2 separate regions of the Mus musculus genome follow, and region 2 is linked to region 1. Evidence: chromatin contacts called from public HiChIP or PLAC-seq data. All regions are on one chromosome and are shown on one strand. The core of a region is the stretch at or near the end of the contact, and the rest is flanking DNA. Distances in the headings are between cores, read along the strand shown.

Region 1 (5,514 bases), core at 2,159-4,658:
TAGCTTAGTTTTAAGTTTGGCTCGCCATGCCCTAGGGATGGTATATTTGAGCCTGCAGTATCACGTTCTCTCGTATGAAAATAATTTCCAGTTCTCTCTACTCCAATGGAACTTCTTCCCACCAGAGTCCTCACAGGGGTTTCTGCAGCACTCGGGAAGTGCTGATTTAAACTGAAACATGGCCCTGGAATCTCAGTAACTTGTAATAAAGACTTTCATGGTCCTCTTAGGGAGACAAGCTACCATTTCCTACTTCGCTCTTGAAATAGTTCAGTTTAGAAGACCAAAGTGATTGTTTTTCCCTCTGAGACCATGTCAAGCATGGTCTCTCTCTCTCTCTCTCTGTCTCCAATCTTAAACTCATAAACTCTATACAACATGAATCTCATTATAACACCTGCGTTTACACTTCTTATTTTTTGTCAGGTCCAAATTCCTTTTTGAAGGCATAGCACATAAGTTCTTTCACAGCCTAACCACTGACTACCTTTCTAATGTGTGTCTGGACATTTATCAGTTAAACTTTGGCCCATGACACAAAAACCACTCTCTTTCATTTTGTGTCTACCTGGTAGACTGTTTATTTGTTTGTTTGTTTGTTTGGCTCTCTTTTGTATGTCCTTTAAGTCTCCATCAAACCCAGCAAAATCAGATGGTCTCTCCTAGGGGGGTTGTAGCACCTCTCCCTTCCATGAAAACCAGTGAATAACTCCGATGGTTTATTAATCTGTTTTGTGGCTTCTTCTATATTCCATAGTGCACAGTTAGCTGACTGAGGCCAGTGACTCCTTCCATACTCATCTCAGTAGCTAGAGCAGATAGACATGTGGTATCTGTCCATTGTTATCTCATTCAGTTTGTACTCCTGGAATGCATACTATCACTGGGCATTGTGGTGCAGTCAGGACAGATGTGACAATAGGAATGTGGGGATGGAATGGGGGATTCAAGGCAAACTCCTGTAACGGTCCTGCCAAAGGAAAGGAAAAGGAAAGGAAAATGATTGAATTCTCTGTGTCCCTACATACAAAAGAAGACAGCGCTGAAGAAAGAATGGTTTGGTTTGAACCTTTTCCATGCAGATGCTCACAGGAAGCAGAAGATTTGGAGTTCAATAGCTTATGATTGCTTTTTTTTTTCTTATCATATAGATTGCTGGAGCACTTTTAAGTTCAATTTGTAAAATGTTAGCCAAATCGATTGTTCCCATGTGACACCGGCCATGATTTTCCTCATTTCGAGATCTGCTCTCAAAAGTGAGCATTTATTTCATTTTCTCCAGCTTTTGGAACTCCCTGTTTCTCCATTAGCCACTGTTGTCTGTACGGGGGTTCCAGGTCTGCTTTTTTCTGATGACCTCTGCCAGTGAGCACAGCTGACGCCATTTTCCAAGTGTGCCAGGAAGCTCTTCTTCCTGGTTCCAAAATTCTGCTTAGGAAAACAATTTGATGCAGGCGAGCTGTGATATCCTCAGTTTCTGCTCCCAAATCCTTGACCGTGATGCTGAGGACCCGACTTGGAGATAAAGTCTTTGGAGTACGTACCCTTAAATTCAGTTCTAAGTCAGGAGACACAGCATCAATCCCCTTCTTAATTCTTCTAGTACCATTTGCTTTTATTAATAAACATGATTTAATTTAAATGGTTTCATAAGATGTTATTATTAAAACGTAAAAAAATAAATAAAAACAATGTACATCAAAATGAACCAAACACAAAGTCCATACAACCCAGTGAACAATAAGAGTAGGAATTTGGGTGCCCATTAAATCTTACATCTTCAGTATTTGTTATGTTTTATGTGCTTATTTCCCACCGAACCTCCCCTCCCCAAAAATAATGATAGAATTAGAACTAAAAGAGAAAATGGCTTTTAATTCAATTATAAAGGACTTTTTATTCCTCATTGTGCAGAACCTTACTCAGGATGACTATATAGACTTAGGATTTGAACACCTTGACTCAAGAGGGAAATTTTATTATCTCATTTTGCAACTTTTAGTACGTAAATATTTTAATCTCCCATGGATTACACTGGTATCTATTATTTTCAGTTTTTCTCATCCTGCAAAATCTACTTAATGCAATATTTTATACTCCCTCCAGGGGTATGCTTTTATGATCATGATTTTAAAAAATGACTTGTTCCTTTTTGTAATGCCGGTTCCTAGCCCGGGGAGAGAGTTTATCCTGCCATATGCTCAGCGAGTCGCTTCCGTTTCTGAGGTTCTTATTTGCAAAGCTCTACTGCTGGGGTTGTTGGTTTTGTTTTTGTGTATTTGGAACCATTAAATAGTCTAAAAAGAGAAAAGAGAAAAAATAAATAAACAAGAGAGTCATGGTGAAAGTATCTGTCCCTTTGTTCCCAATGTGTAGTGTGGAACAAGCCTATAATTCCAGTGTTCAGGAGGCACAGACTGGAAGATCAGGAGTTCATAGCTACATAACAAGTCAAGGCTAGCCTAGCTACATGAGAGCCTATCTCAAACAACAAAACGGGTAAAAATATTCACAATTTGTCCCTCTCTCACAGATCAGATCACTTTGGTGGCACCAAGCCTTACTTCTGAGTTCTCTCTCTCTCTCTCTCTCTCTCTCTCTGTGTGTGTGTGTGTGTGTGTGTGTGTGTGTGTGTGTGTGTGTGTGTGTGTTTGTGTGTGTATGTGTGTGTGTGTGTGTGTGTGTGTGTGTGTGTTTTGTTTTACCTTTTTAACATACTGTGATATAGGTAGAAATATGAAATCAGGGGAAAGCGAGAGTCAGCTGAAACCTTGGCACATATCAGCACAATGGAATTGCAAACCACTAACCCTCCAGGCTAAGATGTTTCTAGAAGAAGGGGAGAGAGTCTTCACTATAAGGAATTGTAGCAAGGTGTGGGGACTCAGGTGACTCACAAAAACACTCACACCTGTTTGATTGCTGAGATTTTCATTACTACTGCAAAAATACCAAGGCTGCTCTCCTTAGCTTTCATAATTTCACTTTACAGGCACTTTGGAATTTTGACTGCTCTTTTGCATAGACCATTACTAGGAGGAGGAGGAGGAGGGGGGGGGGAGGGGGGGAGAAAGAAAGATTCTGAATTATTTTGCATTCCATTCACAGTTGTGCATATTATCGACACACACATGCCAATACTATAATACTTACATCTGTAACAGAATACAAATGAAAATGTCATTTTGAGATGAACATGCAGGGGAACTTCAACAGTTAGATCTGAGTGGTCCAGTGCCCAGAGTAGAGTGGGGAGGGTTTCTCCAGCTGCTCACTGTGCCTTACACGTAAGTCTTGGATCAGCAGAGAGTTTGGGAGAATAGCAATCGGAGCACAGCAGATGGCGGTGACTTGACAACTTATCCTGGTACAGGACGCAAACAGTGATGGCGGCAAATCAGAGTGTGCGTAGACTTGGAATACAAATGAGACGAGCGTCAACCTGACAAATGTGTCCTCCTCGCTGCTTCTAATTATGCCTCAGAAGAGCGATTTTTAATGAACAATCAAAAATCCAATAGAGTGAACTTCTGATTAACTGTAAATACAGAGCATAAAATATGTGGGTGATATCTTAAAAATAATAAACAGCTTTAGAAGTTGTTGCAGGAAGCAGAGGAACCGACACTCTCTTACAAGCAGCACGCACTACTGAAGTTCATGCTCTGCTCCAAGACTTGAAGGCACTGAGAGCTGCAGTATTAGTGATGTGGGTTTCATGTATAGCAGCCTCAGTTTAGAATGCATAGAACTTAGATTCTGCTTTTATATTTCTCTTACACATTAGTCTTAATGGGTTCGTGGATGCATAGTTGGCATTTCCTCAGTGAAATAAATCCTGATCTGAAGGCAATTGTCACTTTTTCAAGTAGGAGGAGTCTTAAAACCATGCAAACCTTAAAAAGAGTAGACAGAAAACAAACAAACAAAAAAAAAAAAAAAAAACCTTGGTTTTCACCTTATGTTTACGTTGTGACATGACCTTGAAAATGTTATTTAGCCAGGCAGTGGTGGTGCACGCCTTTAATCCCAGCCCTTGGGAGGCAGAGACAGGTAGATTTCTGAGTTCAAGGCCAGCCTGCCCTACAGAGTGAGTTCCAGGACAGCCAGGGCTACACATATGTATATCTGTATATATATGTATATGTATGCGTATGTGTGTGTGTCTGTGTATGTGTGTGTGTGTGTGTATGTATGTATGTACACATATATAAAATTTAGGTGCATGAGTACTTTAGCTAGAAGGTTGTGTTCAATGATTCCCACATTAGCCACTGAATCATCACAGGACTCCATGGTATATATAGGGCTGGCCTCATTGCTTAGATGAAGAAATATGAGGAAGAGCAGATGGAACAACTTATTAATGTTTCTCACCCATTGAGGGGAAAAGGCATGGATGGAACCTGCTGTCTCTATTGAGGCCACCCCTTGGTGTTTACATCATCCTGGAAGCAGAGCTAAAACCATAGTATGCTTGCTCTTCCAAGCCAGAAATAGCAGCACCTATCTGTAATCCAGTACTGGGGGAGATGACAAGAGGATCAGGAGTTTATGGTCATTTTAGGTACCTAGATTCAAGAAACTCTGTCTCAGAAAAAACCCAGAAAATAGCAACACTTGGAAACTGTATTCCTGGAAAAGTGGCTCACAGTCTTCCGAGAAATATCTTGCTGCTAAGGAGCGAAGAGTAGTCGGAGAGGATGCTAAAGTCAATGTGCATTGAGAAATCAGCCTAAGGACAAGCACAAGTTGGAAACAGGACTCACTGGTTAAAAGTACTTGCTGTTCTTCCAAAGGAGCTAGTTCAGTTCCAAACAATCGTATCCGGTGATGCACAGCTATCTCTAAGTCCAGCTCCACACATTCTGATGCCTCTGCCTTCCAAAGACACCTGCACTCGGGCACATACCCATGTGTAGACATATACACATAATTTATAATCAAAGGAAATCTTTAAGAAAATCAAATGCAAGTGGTAAATTGAAGAAGAGAAAGAAAAACCTGGGAAAGTATACAGAGTCCCCGATGAGCAGAATCCAGGCAGTTCATCTAAGACATGGCAAATAACATGAAAACATGAGACAGACCTGAATATCACTGGAGTTGGAGTGCACTTCTAGAGCCCAGAGCATAAACTCTGTTTTCCAGCTTTGATTTCAAGGAGAGTAGTGTTATCTTGAAGAGTGTTCTGCTGAGAAACCCAGATTCAGGGACAAAGATGTTAAAATGAATGCAGAAACAAAGTAGACTCTTGTTTGGACAGCCCCTTTTGAATAGAGGTTGAAACCAATTGAGAGGAAAATTTAACTCATTGCTGGAGCAAAGTAAAGCAATGGATAATAGATTGTCCTGAGTCTGTGAAATGTAGAGATCATAGAGATGGGCTAAGATGGCAGCAGGTTCACATAATTGCAAGCTGTGCTGGGGAGGAAAGCAGCTTGCAGAGTGGAAGAAACAGAGAACACAGCCTAAAGTCAACTTTTGTGCTTATTCACCGAATTCTGCCATTCT
Region 2 (5,514 bases), core at 1,063-3,562, 510 kb after region 1:
AATCAACCCCAAGTATTTTGAAATGTGCAGTATTTAAAAGTGAGCTCTGGGCGGGCCACCAAGAAGGATCTGAAGGTCATGCACTTACTGCTATTCCTGGTGACATGAGTTAGATTCCCAGAACCCCCTGTGTGGCCCCCATCTTAAAGGCCAACCTTGTACCCCTCTACGTGTGTGCCAGGGTGCTTGCACACATGCACACGCATGCACACACACAAAATATGTTTTAAAATATTGTTGAAGTAATAAGATACTTAAGTTTTGTTCTTGTGAAGTTTTTTTTCTTTAATGTAACAGTAACTAAAACAAATTAAATTATTCTCATTTACTGGTTCCATTTACAGGTTCCTAGAATGAAACTTTAAATAAACTACATCCAACTATTTTGCCATAAACATCTGCAGTATAATAAAATATAAAGCATGCTTTTACAAGAATAATAATGAGCGATTTCTTTGCAGTGGATCCAGGATTTATCAGTCTCTAAGCCATCAAGTGGGCACACTGGACGACGATGCATTTAAAACACAAAGTGCAGACATGATGCCCAGCCACCATGCTCATTCATACGTAATTGTGTCACTCCATTTATATAAATCCTATGTCATCATAATTCCATAAAATGTTTTATAAGCAATAATCAAGGCTAAATTTTTATGGAAGTTATAATAGAGAAAAGTGGTTTTAGAATGTATTGCTAATATCTTAATGTGTTACAGCTGTTATCCTAAATCCCAGAGGTAAAGCAGAGATTGTCTTCAAATAATTCAAATAATTTCCGTGGGCTAGGTATTAATGCTTCACACCGGTTCGGTCCTGCTAAGGGATCCTAGCAGCTTTGTCATCACGCCCACATAGGTCCTACAAGGACTGCATAGGGATTTTCTTGGAATCTGGGCTAATTTTTCACTGAGAGACCTGGCATAAGCAATAGGACCTTCTGCTTTGATTAATACTTTGTCCAAATATAGATGTCGTAAAATCAAGCTCGACTTAAGGAGTCAAGAATACAAATTAACTCTCTGGATCTATAACATAAAGTTCTGTTATTAAGGAATTTTACCACGTTTATTCTCTTTCTTAAACTAAGTCAAAAACACTAGTGTCCCCAATCACATTGAAACACATAAGCCACACAGGCGTTAGAGAGTTAGCCGTAAAGCATCAGTTGGAATTTTTGATATTTCCTTAGATGTGTTCGATTTTATATAAAGGCAAAGCTTTCGATGAATGGAGGAAAAATGTGAAATTTTCAATTTCATTTCAATGCAGAAATCTGATATGCTATGGCCTTAACCTGTTCACTCTTGAATGAACGGGCTTGAATTCGCCATACTTTGTGAGTTCCACAAAAATCTAACAAAGTGCACATAAATAAAATGTATTCTTTACACCTTTGCTAGACTTCAACTTGAGAAAAATCTGTGACACAGACAAAAGGAATTCCTTTGAAACAATTAGAATAACAGCCTTGCTATTTTATCATTAAAAAATTTGTTAACTTTTAAAGCTTAGAGATATAAGAGAATCGTAAATATTTTTCCTTCGCTTTTTTTCCTCACGTAGTTATGAAAACATCCAGGTTCATAACTTCTCATCCTTGTGTCCCCTGAACCCAGCAGCAAGTCTGTGATTACTATTTGGAGTTTAGTTTCTGCCCCTATGCAAAGTACTTGACATAATATTTTGACTCATGATTTAAGGATGACCAAAACCAGTTTTTTTTTAAATAAATACCTTCCAAATTTTATAATCCCTTATTAAGTTACTTCAACATTATGCTCATTCATTCCTTATTTGTGAGCATTATTCTTAAGTAAGAGTCTATTCATAATATATCTTACTTTAAAAAAAAGCCAGTCTGCTCAAGTAAACTCAGGACCCATACATACATATTTACTCTTAAATCATAAATTTGCAAACGAGCATGAGGTATTATACATCATGAATTGATATTCTTCAAGAATATATGATAAGATTATCTGAGAATTTTCAAAGACTGTCAGGGCTGCTTCAAATTGCAAAGGGCAGCCATCTACTCGTTCTACAATCATCCCCAGTATAGTTAGCAACCAGCAGTATTTCTCCAAGAACATTTTTGAAAACATTTTGCAATGGACTCAGATTTCATTAGGCTGAGGGGGGAAAACAGCAGTGAAATAAACGGCCTACGTTTGAATTTAAGACAATCCAAGTAGCACTTACCCTAGCTGTGTCTTTCCAATAGCATCACAGAAGCCATGCACTCTGTGACAGCCCCAGCGCCTCGCCTCACAGTTTTTCTGGAATGAATTCTGCAGTAACCCTTACCTCGCTGCGAGGGAAGCCGAGGCATGATGAGGGAGAGTGTAATGAACTGTACTGGCGAGCTCCACTTCCCAGTGCCTACCCACCCACCGGGATGAGAAATGTCCCTGCGTGGCATTATTTAAGACAATGACACAAACTTGGCAGTAAGGAATGCCTATCAAGAACGCTATTGAGAAGGACGTGGTGCTTGTGTGAAGCGCGGCACCGTAATCCTGTTGAAGAATAATTGCTGTTGCTAACAGTCTTACCCTGTTAGGAGAATGCTCCGCAGAGCGGTGCCACAGACTTGTTGAGATAACGCAGAGTGTAATACTGACACAAAAGCCCACGTCAGTGCCAAGAATCTCTCTATTACACCGTTTTTCTCACCTGCAGGGAAATGTTCTCTATACCAGCAACGATCTGACGCCTCGCATTAGGTAAAGATTAGCTAATGAAATAATATATTCAATACAGTGTTTCATTAAGAATCAAAGCCCTTTAAAATACAAACTAAGTATGTTTGTCACACCAATTTGGCAAGGGAAAGAGACTACTGCATCTCTCTTCAAGAATACATAAGTGGGTAACCCTTTTGCGTATCCGTAAGAAGCAGTTTCTCAAATATGACTTCACCAAAATGTAAAAACAGACACTGGCATTTTCAGTAGACTGGGGTACTGTTAAGCAAATGTATTCAGGCGACGTAAAACAACAAAAATGACCTGCGTGCTTACTGCCCTGATTGTTAAAATGCCCATGTCTAGAGTTAAAATAGTTCTGCATATTGAGCTGAGAAGTCTGAGGAATTCCATGGGCACTGTTAATGAAAAGAGCCGCTTTCAACCACGCCCTACCTGTCCCGCTGCATTCATGGTCTTCTGAGTTATCAACAGCCCCTCAAACCTTCCTGTAATGCCCTCACTGATGGTCACCTTGCCTAAGTGTCACTCAACTAAGCTGCTCACTATGACAAGCACAAGTCTTTAATCTCAAGTGATCAAGTCTTTGTTTCTGAAACAAGAACACAGTCAGTCATCTAATTTAATTTACTGAGGAAGTGCACGGACGGGGAAGGGATACAATGTGCTACTTCGTGCTTACTGGTTGTTTAATAATATTTTACGTCACCTGGGAAAGTCCCTAAAACATTGTCATCTCTTAATAGCTATAGTTACTAGACACCTTTCAAATGTGTTCTTTCCTACGAGTTCAACCAAAATAAAAGAAAACCTCAGAATGAACCCGGTGTGTTTAATCTTACTGTTTTTCTACTTATGTGCACTAATTCAGGGCATACTTGTGTCTTATATATGCAGGAAATGGTAAGAATTGAGCTACTAAATTTCCCTGGAATTTGACTAACCTCAAAATACCTTGCTTTCTAGCCACCTCTTACACACACAAAAAGAAATTATGTCGTTAACATAATTTTCAAAGGGTAAATTGTCAGTGCAACGTGCCCTGACTTGCTTATCTCGTATACAAGCTCCCTCTGCAGGTAATAACAAGGGTTCGCAAAAATGTTTGCCACAGCTAAATACTACTGCCTATGCTGCTCTCTCATTTGGGTAAGAGGATGCCTCCTGAAAATGTGTAATTGACGAACAATCATCTTATTCCCAGCCCTGGTTAAGAAGGTAGCCTGCCTTGGCAGCACGCCTAAACTTATCAGTCACCCACGGGCTATATTCATATTATGGGGGATAAAACACAACCAGAAAACTTTGTTTATACTGACCGAGCCTGAAATGACAGACACCAACCCATTCACCATGTGAACACAGCAGGCAATTGGGGCGCTGAGGTGGGGGGGACCACCTGAGATCAACTGGCAGGAGAAAGACCAAAAAAAAATGTGTGGAATGAACACACCTCACACTTTATCTTCATCTTTCTCTCTGTAGTTCCAAAACTGTAAAGAGTATTTCTTTTTCAAGATAAAATATTAATTCAACAATGAAAAAAGAAAATTAAAAAAAGAAAAAGGAAAGAAAAGCACTCTCTACGTTGTAAATGCCCTTTCCTCTTCTGTACAATTTGTTTTATTTTAAAGTTCCTTTTAATCTCCCTTTACCCAAAAAAAAATCTCTATTGATAAAACGTCTTCCCCCTGGTTCATATAAACAAGGATGCACGTCTGCCAACATCACACAACAGGAAAGGGTGGGGAGCAGTTTCAAAGTCTTGGGGACAATGTGTTACCCCCAAAACTGCTGGGAAGACAATGTCTGATGCCTTCACTTCCAATTTCTCCTTTCCATCACCCATACCACCCCTTCCCAACATGTAAATAAGGACTAGAAACTGAAGCCAAATCTAACCTGCTCTGGCTTATATTAACTCATAAGCTTAGCAGCATTATTTTCTTTTTAACTCTTGTTTTGTTTGGCTTGGTTTGGCTTTCTAATACAAGGACTCCCTATAGAAGCCAGACTGATCTCCAGCTCATGGCAATTCTCCTGCCTCAGCCTCCTATGTCCTGGGATTACATTCTTCAATCGACATGTCCCACAAAGGAGATGCTTTCAAAAATAAAAATAAATAAATAAATAAAATAAAAAACATTGTTAATGAGCAAATAACCATTATAGGATGTGAGTGTGGTTCAGATACCTGCCTGTGCTGGGCTCCAGTTTTTTAACCCCAGACTGCAAAACTAACAAAAATATAAACAGGGGTTAATTTTCATGCTAATAACAGAAACATCACAGAGACAAAATTTTATTTCATTAGATTCCTCCCTCACCCCCAGGAAACAATAAAATAAGCGAAGGCATTTTAAAATGGAGGATGTAACAATATGTGAACTGCCTTTTGTGTACACTGTGGGTACCACAGCACTCACAACCAAATAGGCAAAGGGTGTTAGTGTTCCTCTTTATTCTCCTATTAAAGCAATCAGAGAAAGCACAACTAGCCCGGTATTTTATTCCCCACCACAGAAGCCCAGGGTATCTTAACTCTAGGCTATAATTTCTATTTGTTGACACAATGAAGTAGTTTTGTATCGTATCCATCTTTTTGTAAACATACACAGCCTATCAGTCTCCAGTGTGCCTTGTGTCGATTCACAGGAAGCCTTCAGCAAGCACCTGGCAACGAATGGCTGGAACATGGGACCAGAATCCAGCACTACCAAAGGATAGTCCCAACAGCCACAAGAAAACTGAGGACTTTAGGAACGAAAACAACTTTAAGGATCGAAAAATGAGGAGGGCAAGG

What was found. HiChIP or PLAC-seq counts read pairs in DNA pulled down with a chosen protein or histone mark.
Region 2: a contact with region 1 is called in an H3K4me3 HiChIP or PLAC-seq map of embryonic basal ganglia, with 4 times the contacts expected there. The contact joins two enhancer-like sites. A contact is called at or near these places in 4 of 39 promoter capture datasets (hippocampal neurons, liver and pre-B cells), 2 of 15 datasets of contacts at CTCF or cohesin (large pre-B cells and pro-B cells), 2 of 484 Hi-C or Micro-C datasets (both in nephron progenitors), 10 of 115 datasets of contacts at active chromatin or transcription factors (the 230-238 cell line, astrocytes, embryonic basal ganglia and 6 more) and 1 of 9 other capture datasets (embryonic stem cells).

The regions. Positions count from the first base shown.
Region 1 is chr3:148,459,658-148,465,171 of GRCm38.p6, forward strand. No RefSeq gene overlaps it. Among named protein-coding and RNA genes, the nearest start is that of Gm23131, 110 kb to the left of the region's middle. Within about 2 kb of position 3,409, at least 1 of the 459 cell types and tissues checked has an H3K27ac peak or open chromatin away from gene starts, as enhancers often do. A contact at or near this core is called in embryonic basal ganglia, where this site is marked.
Region 2 is chr3:148,974,894-148,980,407 of GRCm38.p6, forward strand. It overlaps a transcript of Adgrl2 not described here. Among named protein-coding and RNA genes, the nearest start is that of Gm30827, 21 kb to the right of the region's middle. Within about 2 kb of position 2,313, at least 51 of the 459 cell types and tissues checked have an H3K27ac peak or open chromatin away from gene starts, as enhancers often do. A contact at or near this core is called in embryonic basal ganglia, where this site is marked.